Linked DNA regions of Triticum aestivum: region 2 is linked to region 1. The links are chromatin contacts, called in public Hi-C maps. All regions are on one chromosome and are shown on one strand. Each heading gives the region's core, a stretch centred on a gene start, on an enhancer-like site or on the middle of the called end of the contact. The rest is flanking DNA. Distances are from core to core; before and after follow the strand shown.

Region 1 (3,438 bases), core at 388-2,887:
TCTGCCCCCTCAAAACCCGACACTCCCCAAACCCTAGCCGCTCCCCGTCCTCAACCTCGCCGGCCGGCCGCAGCCATGGGGCTATAGAACTACGACCGCAAGGGGAAGCACGACCGCGAGGCCGGCTAGTCCTTGGGACGCCGCCGCAGCTCCGTGAAGGAGGAGCCCGCATCACCGTCGCACACCTCCCGTCGGGCCCCCGCGCCTGCCCCCTTCACCATCGCCCCTAGGGCCGCCGGCGAGCGCGACCGGCAGTACCTCAACGCCGACGTATGTCGGTGCTACTGGGAGACGAGGACGCCGGTCCCGTGGAGCGACGTCCACCTCCCAAACAATTGGCACCTCTTCGCCGACCGGGTCCCGATCCCGCCGGTGCCGATGAGCGGCCGTGCGCACCGCGACGTCGCCATCCCCGAGCTGGAGATTGCGGCGTTCCACCCGGGCCTGGTGGGCCAGGGGTGGACCTGGTCGTGCACGGCGGAGCAGATGGCCGACGCCGTGGGGGACGTGAACTGGTGCCCCACGCCGTCGCAGTCACCGGAGCGGGACGCCTCGTCATGGGAGGAGGTGGTGCAGGCACCTGCCACCTTCCAGCCCGCCGCCCCCGTGCACCACGGACCGCCGGCCCACCTCTGGACACCGCCGGACTACGTCGACCTCGTCAGCGACGACGACGACACCGGCGGCCACTGAAGACGGCGACGGCCACAGCATCGACGGGCGCGGCAGGAGCGCGCGGGCGGCGTTTTTTTTATGTTAATTATGGCACTGGGCCGTTAAGTGAACCGTGAAACTGGGCCGTTTTATGGCCATGACCCCTTAACTTATGTTTTAAGTTTTTTTAACTGCGTTTATTTACTTTTTTAAGTCATTTTATTTTGGTTTTTCTGTTTTTTTTATCACGTCCAACACGGACATGATCTGGGGTGCGGCCGCGTGCTGGGCGCACCCATGACCCAACGGACAGAGGCGGACATGGGCGAACCCATTGCCGCCCCAAAGGGACAAAATCCGGCCAAACCGGACGTCCGTTTAGGGTCGTGCGGTGGAGTTGGCCTTATTCAGGTCCGGACCGGACCACCGGGCCACATACAACCCATTACGGGTCGCGCAAGGGGCGTCCTCTCGCGCTAGCCACGTCGGATTTGGACGGTCGTGCGGGCAGGCGCACCATTGGCTTTGTTGCTGCCCCACCACACTAGTCGTTTCCTTAGTCTAGAATGAATGTTGACAACACGACGACCCATGGCGTTTCTTCCTTTGGCCAGACAGCGAATGGCCACACATTAGATTTTCCACAACTGCCTCATTTTGATTTTCCACAACAGGGATTTTTCTTGTATCGGCAGCGAATCACACGACACGCGTCAATCAACCAACGGTAAGTACAACGTAACTTCGCGAGCATTCACCGCCGCGTTTCCTTCCGCCACAAGCCCCCCGATATCCTCCTCAGTCTTTCCAAAATCCAAACCTCGCAGCCAATCCGAACGTTCCCTTTCCCGCTCCACGAGTGCCCGCCGACACGCGGGCCCCCACTTACCGGCCCCACCAGACAGGGACCCGAGGGGGGCGACGACCACGACCATCGCCCGTTAAGTCCCAGGCCGCGCCCCACCCCCGCTCGGTCCGTCTGCCTGGCCCGCCGCCCGCCGCCACCAACGAACCGCCCGCCCGCCCCTCCTAAATCCCCTCGCCCACGATCCGATTGGCGTAGCTCGCCAGGTTTCCGTTGGCCCCTCCTCCCCGGCCCCCCGCCGCGCCTCCGGCGACCTCCGCCCGCCGCCCGCGCGGCCCGGTCCACGGGGCGGCCCGGCGCGGGCTCCGGCCTGGCCTCTCCCCGCCGTCGCTTTCTTGGGGTGAGTTTTTGAATCTTGATTCTGACGGAATGGGGTTCTGATGCGTTTTTGAATTCTTTTCGATGGAAGGGTTTGATTGGAGTTGGTCCGTATATAGAGCGGTATTGAATCCGCGGCCTTTATCCGATTTCGCCTAGGTCGGGCGCTGGGAATCGGTCGCGCCGGCGGCCGGGGGAGCTCTCGGTGATCGTGGGCGAGACCGACTAGGATTGTGCATCCCGTAGATTTGTGCGCGACTCGGTTCTCTCGATTGCTCCATCGTTTCTTTAAATTAGTTTCAGACGTTGCTTGTCTGATGACACTTCCCTGTTCCTGTCATGCCTTTGGTTTGAAAAAATAAACAGTCAAGGTTTCAGTGTAGGTCTTTGTTGAATTTGCGACTGCGATTCCTGTCACCGTCGTGGCTTTAGAACGCGTTGTTGTTGGAGAGGTTTATCCACCTGCTTCTTGCACATGTTTATATTGCTCACATTTGTTAGTACTAGTATTTAGGTGTTATTATTGCCAGCTAACCTGTGATTGGCTTCTTGCAGGATTTAGACACTTCAATCGACAAGAGCCCTCTGACCGTTGCACAAGATAGCTGACAAGTTTGCGTAGTCACAAGTTCGCCACCAACATGGAGATTATTGACCTGTGTTCAGATAGTGAGGACGATGTTAAACTGTGTTCAAAAGGCAAAGCCATCACTCATCTGTGCTCAGAGGACAGAAAAGACAGTCTTGTTCCTATTGACGGCGCTGACTCCTCTCTTCTTTTACTCAACACGCCGTTTGCCAAGAATAATGCAGAACAGCCAATCACCTTGGATGATGATGATTGGTTCAGTAGCAATCCCGCTTCATGCTCTTATAGATCTCCGGCTGGTTCATCACACAGGATCTATCCTCTCTCAAGTTCTTCGCTGATGCTATATGATTCCTCGTACGGTAAAACCAAGCAGGAAATTGATGATGGTGAGTACACTGCATTTATCCTTGGTTAACTCTGACAATTAACAGTTTTTAAAAGGGCACCGCTGCAGCCTGTGACTAGTAGCAAGATTAATGTTTCTTCACTGCTCAAACTTGTCAGATGATGATGTCTATATGTATTCGGCTCCGCCTCCATCATTTCCAACCAGTCATCCAAGTTTGAGTGATGAAGAGGATCTTACTGCAAGGTTTAATTATGCTGATGGTGGAACTGGGATGTTTTCATCTACATCGTCAATGGATTGGAAACTACCTTTTGGTACCAGCCAGAACGTCAAAACTGATAGCGATAGCGGTGTGTAATATGTACCTTATTCATTTAGTTTGAACAAAAATATTCATGCTGGTGCAAACTGTGATTAATTAAGATGCTTTTTCGCCATTCGTAATTGTCAGATGATGTCTACACTTATGAAGGCCTGCATTCACAGAGGATGTTTCCTCCATCAATGCCTTCCTTTAATCCAGTTAATAATGACCCTGAAGTTTCCAATGGCTTTGGCACGCAAGGCCAACCAAACGCAGAAAAAAGGCCTCTTGGTTGTGATGAGAGAGCTATATATGAAGAAGCCCTACAGGTATATAATTTTACAAGTCACTGTGGA
Region 2 (3,438 bases), core at 495-2,994, 170 kb before region 1:
TCTTATTTGCTCAACCTTTACCGGCAGTTCCTTCAGATTAGTAACTTTTACGGAGAGCTCAGATATGATGGCCTTGATGACTTCATCTCCTAAAATGCAACCAATCTTCGTCACAGCAAGAAGTACAGCCTCGGCCATTTGAGCTGTTCAGCAAAGATAGTGCATGTTACATGACAGAGTAGAAAAACCATCTAGAGTTAACCGAATTAGCTCATGCATGAATAAATAGTAGTTTATACCCCTTGGCCCATGTCATTCCATTTTTTTCTCGACTGAATTTATCGATTTATAGCATATCTAAAACCAAACTATGATATATCATGTGTGAAGATACCAGGTATCACCACATCATAGAATCCCTTTTTGTCCACTGAAATCTCCCTATGGATCAGAGTTAACAGCACTAGTAACGGATGGAATTCCTAGGTGAACTTCACCCGGCAGAATTTGGAAAAGATATGAGGATTTTGGCTCGTATTCTAGAATAGACATACCCAAGCAAAGAGATAAGTTACATCACAAACAAAGGTTCAGTCAAAGTCATTCTCTTTTGCCAAAACTAAGGTAGAAGCACCTAGCGTAATCCAAGAAACGAATTAATGAATAAGTAGAGAACGTGGATGACAGGTGACACAAAGAACAGAACAGGAGAAACCTACTAAGCTGGATGGCATATCCGATTGTCATTCCTTTTGACTGTCATCGGGACTACAGAGAGATTTTCGTTGCAGGAAGCTTGGCAAGCCCCCAGGATACCATGTAAGGACCAACAAGCAATTGATGTTTGTACTAGTTGAGCGCAAAACTCTAAGCATGCGCATAGATCACAACTAGTCTAGTAAATGAACCGGCGGGCTGCTAATTTATCTGCTCCCTCCGATCCATATTAATTGTCGCTGATTTAGTACAAGTTAATTTATCGCATTTGATAGACTACATGGCACAGAGCTATCTTTCGAAAAGGGTAACCTTTGATACCGGCGGTTTCACATCATCAGCTAACCAATACTCACCTTGTAGAGACTTGTAGTGTGTGGCCTATGGAGCAGGACGGCGCTTACATGCCGAATGAACGACCAGCGTGATCAATTCTGCAGCATAAGAAGAGAGAAGTCGAACATCAGACTATGCAGGCAAGGACACAGATGCAGGCGCAGTTAAGAGCTACGACTTTTAAGATGCACAAGATTCACTAGAGGCAAGATCACTGTACTGTGCATACTACTACTACTGGTACAATAAGATTGACCATTTTGGCAGCCGGTCTCGGCCTCTAGTTGGCGGTGGGACAATCTGTCGAGCACATGGCAGGCGAAAACTTTTCTCTAGCAAAACTGCAGGCAAGCATCCAAAGCTAAAGCTTATTTGGAACACATGAAGCCGTGGGATTACGAGAAACTACTACTGTACGTGTGATTGAACTCTCTGGCTCAGAACAGAGTACCTGATGGAAACTACGGGGTCTGCAGCGGAGCCGAGGGAGCAGCAGGGGTCTGCTCGATCTGCAGTGGACGAGAGCAAGACTGAACCGGCTTGTGAAACTGATTCATGCGAGGGACGGAGCTGTACACGGCATATCGGGCGATGGGTGGAGCTTCATCGGTGGCAGTGGGCGAGGGGAGAGCGAGATAAGAGGTGGAACAAGATGCGAGCAATGGAGCTACTACTGCAATCAATCAGTGAGCGATGGCGACCTGCTGTATCTCTCTCCCGTCTCTCTCTCACGATCAACTTGTTCTTTTCTTAATTCCCGCAGGTCAAGTCGTGCCTCTAAAGATTTCGTTCATTAGTGCTCGTTTAGTACAGGATGGTCGGGCAAGAACCTTTTTGCCCCAAAGTCATGCCTCGCCGAGTCACTTGTGCCAAATTTTTTTTTTTTATCGCGACTTCACTGTGCAGGTCTACGTTTGATTTGATATTGCCTTTTTCCTACCTTACGCATACCCACACAACGCTGTCCGGATGGAAAAAATAGCTCCATTTTTTCTGCGGCGGGTCACGGCGACGTCTTTGTCGTGACCTTCTTGAAGGCGTTGCTTTGAAGAGGCAACTTGTGATTGTTGCGTAGGGTTTCCTCTACCGTCATGGTCAGTGGACGTCAGGGTAACGCCCTGGGATGGCTGATGTGCACGGAGACGGCAGTCTTGGATTTGTCATGCGAGGACAACTCCATAAGGCTGCTTCTTCCATAGAAGTCACGACTTCTCTTTTTGGTGGTAGTGGATAGCTGGCTAGTTTGGCGGTATGGGTTCCTTTTGATCTGTGTGTGTATTTGGTTGGACGTCTCATGTTTGTGTTTGTGGTGGGCTTCAACCCAAGTATTTGAGGTTTTATATGAGCTTGGCTCTAGTTATACGATTTTCGTCCGATTTTCATGATTAATTGGACAACAATCTTCTTTTTATAATTAATGAAAAAGGCAAGGATATACACATACAACGGTTTCTTATTAGTGTCGAACAGGTATAGGGTACTACTAGGCGCCCATCTCGTTTGAATTGGTTTTACTAAGGTAGTATTTCATCTGTTTCTTTTTTGTTCTAATAATAATGTTCTTGCACCATGGATGCAACAGATCATCTAATCTTCTCCATTATCAAAGGGGAGTTTGCTGTTTGAACGTCTTCAAATTTGGTTTCGTTCCCCTCCTCCCCTCCATGGTTTAGAATAATCAAAACTAAGTTGATACTTAAAAATCATGTTCTGCATTAACTCAATTAAATCTTATCAAATCATGTCCTGCATTAATAACTCAGTCAAATCAAATGAAATCTTATCAAAACATTAACTAAATCAAACTTTCCTTTCTTTCCCTGTCCATATCCAAATCATATCAAAACCTGAACTAAATCAAAACTTTCTTTGCTTTCCCCTACTCATAATCAAATCTTATCAAAATCTAGAATATGGTAGATGTCATGTATATGTCGAAATTAAAGATTCAGTTGCACCCGTTGCTCATCGCCGACAACAAATCCGGTGTCTTTGGAGGGCAATGGTCACCGCCCACCGACATGCCGTCTTTATCATGTGGCGCCGACGTGAGTGTGACCATCGAGTCCTTCTTCCTAGCTTTGATAATGTCCAGCGCCGACTTGACGGCCCGGTTCCGCGCGGCGTGCTTGTTCTTGCCGTATGTCGCGACCGCCACCGTCTCCCCGGCGACGACCACCTTCACGGTGTGGCTCTTGGCCCAGTCTTTCTTCACGATCCTTGCCTGCAGCATCTTACCCTGGCATAGCTCGTTGAATTCCATCATCGGCTGCTTCCCCACCATCTCCGGCCCGATCAGCGGGTCCGCCAGACGCCGGAACACCCGCCAGACCTGCTCGTTGTCGTCGCCGGAGTCGAGGAACACGGCACCGATGAGCGCCTCGACCATGTCGGAGAGGCACTTGGGCGCCCTGACCTGCCCGTTGGAGTGGACCGGGTAGGCGG

What was found. A called contact is a pair of places that touch in the nucleus more often than the background predicts.
Region 2: a contact with region 1 is called in a Hi-C map of leaf, with 3 times the contacts expected there. The contact joins the promoter of LOC123054700 here to the promoter of LOC123054699 in region 1. A contact is called at or near these places in 3 of 5 Hi-C or Micro-C datasets (all in leaf) and 1 of 1 datasets of contacts at active chromatin or transcription factors (leaf).

The regions. Positions count from the first base shown.
Region 1 is chr2D:583,024,388-583,027,825 of IWGSC CS RefSeq v2.1, reverse strand. It overlaps LOC123054699 (helicase-like transcription factor CHR28), which reads left to right and starts at 1,637. Exons shown (of 13, transcript XM_044478529.1): 1 at 1,637-1,859; 2 at 2,393-2,815; 3 at 2,934-3,128; 4 at 3,230-3,411. The coding sequence starts at 2,479.
Region 2 is chr2D:583,197,035-583,200,472 of IWGSC CS RefSeq v2.1, reverse strand. LOC123054700 (disease resistance protein RPM1) reads right to left here and starts at 1,744. Exons shown (of 2, transcript XM_044478532.1): 1 at 1,445-1,744; 2 at 1-143. The coding sequence starts at 138.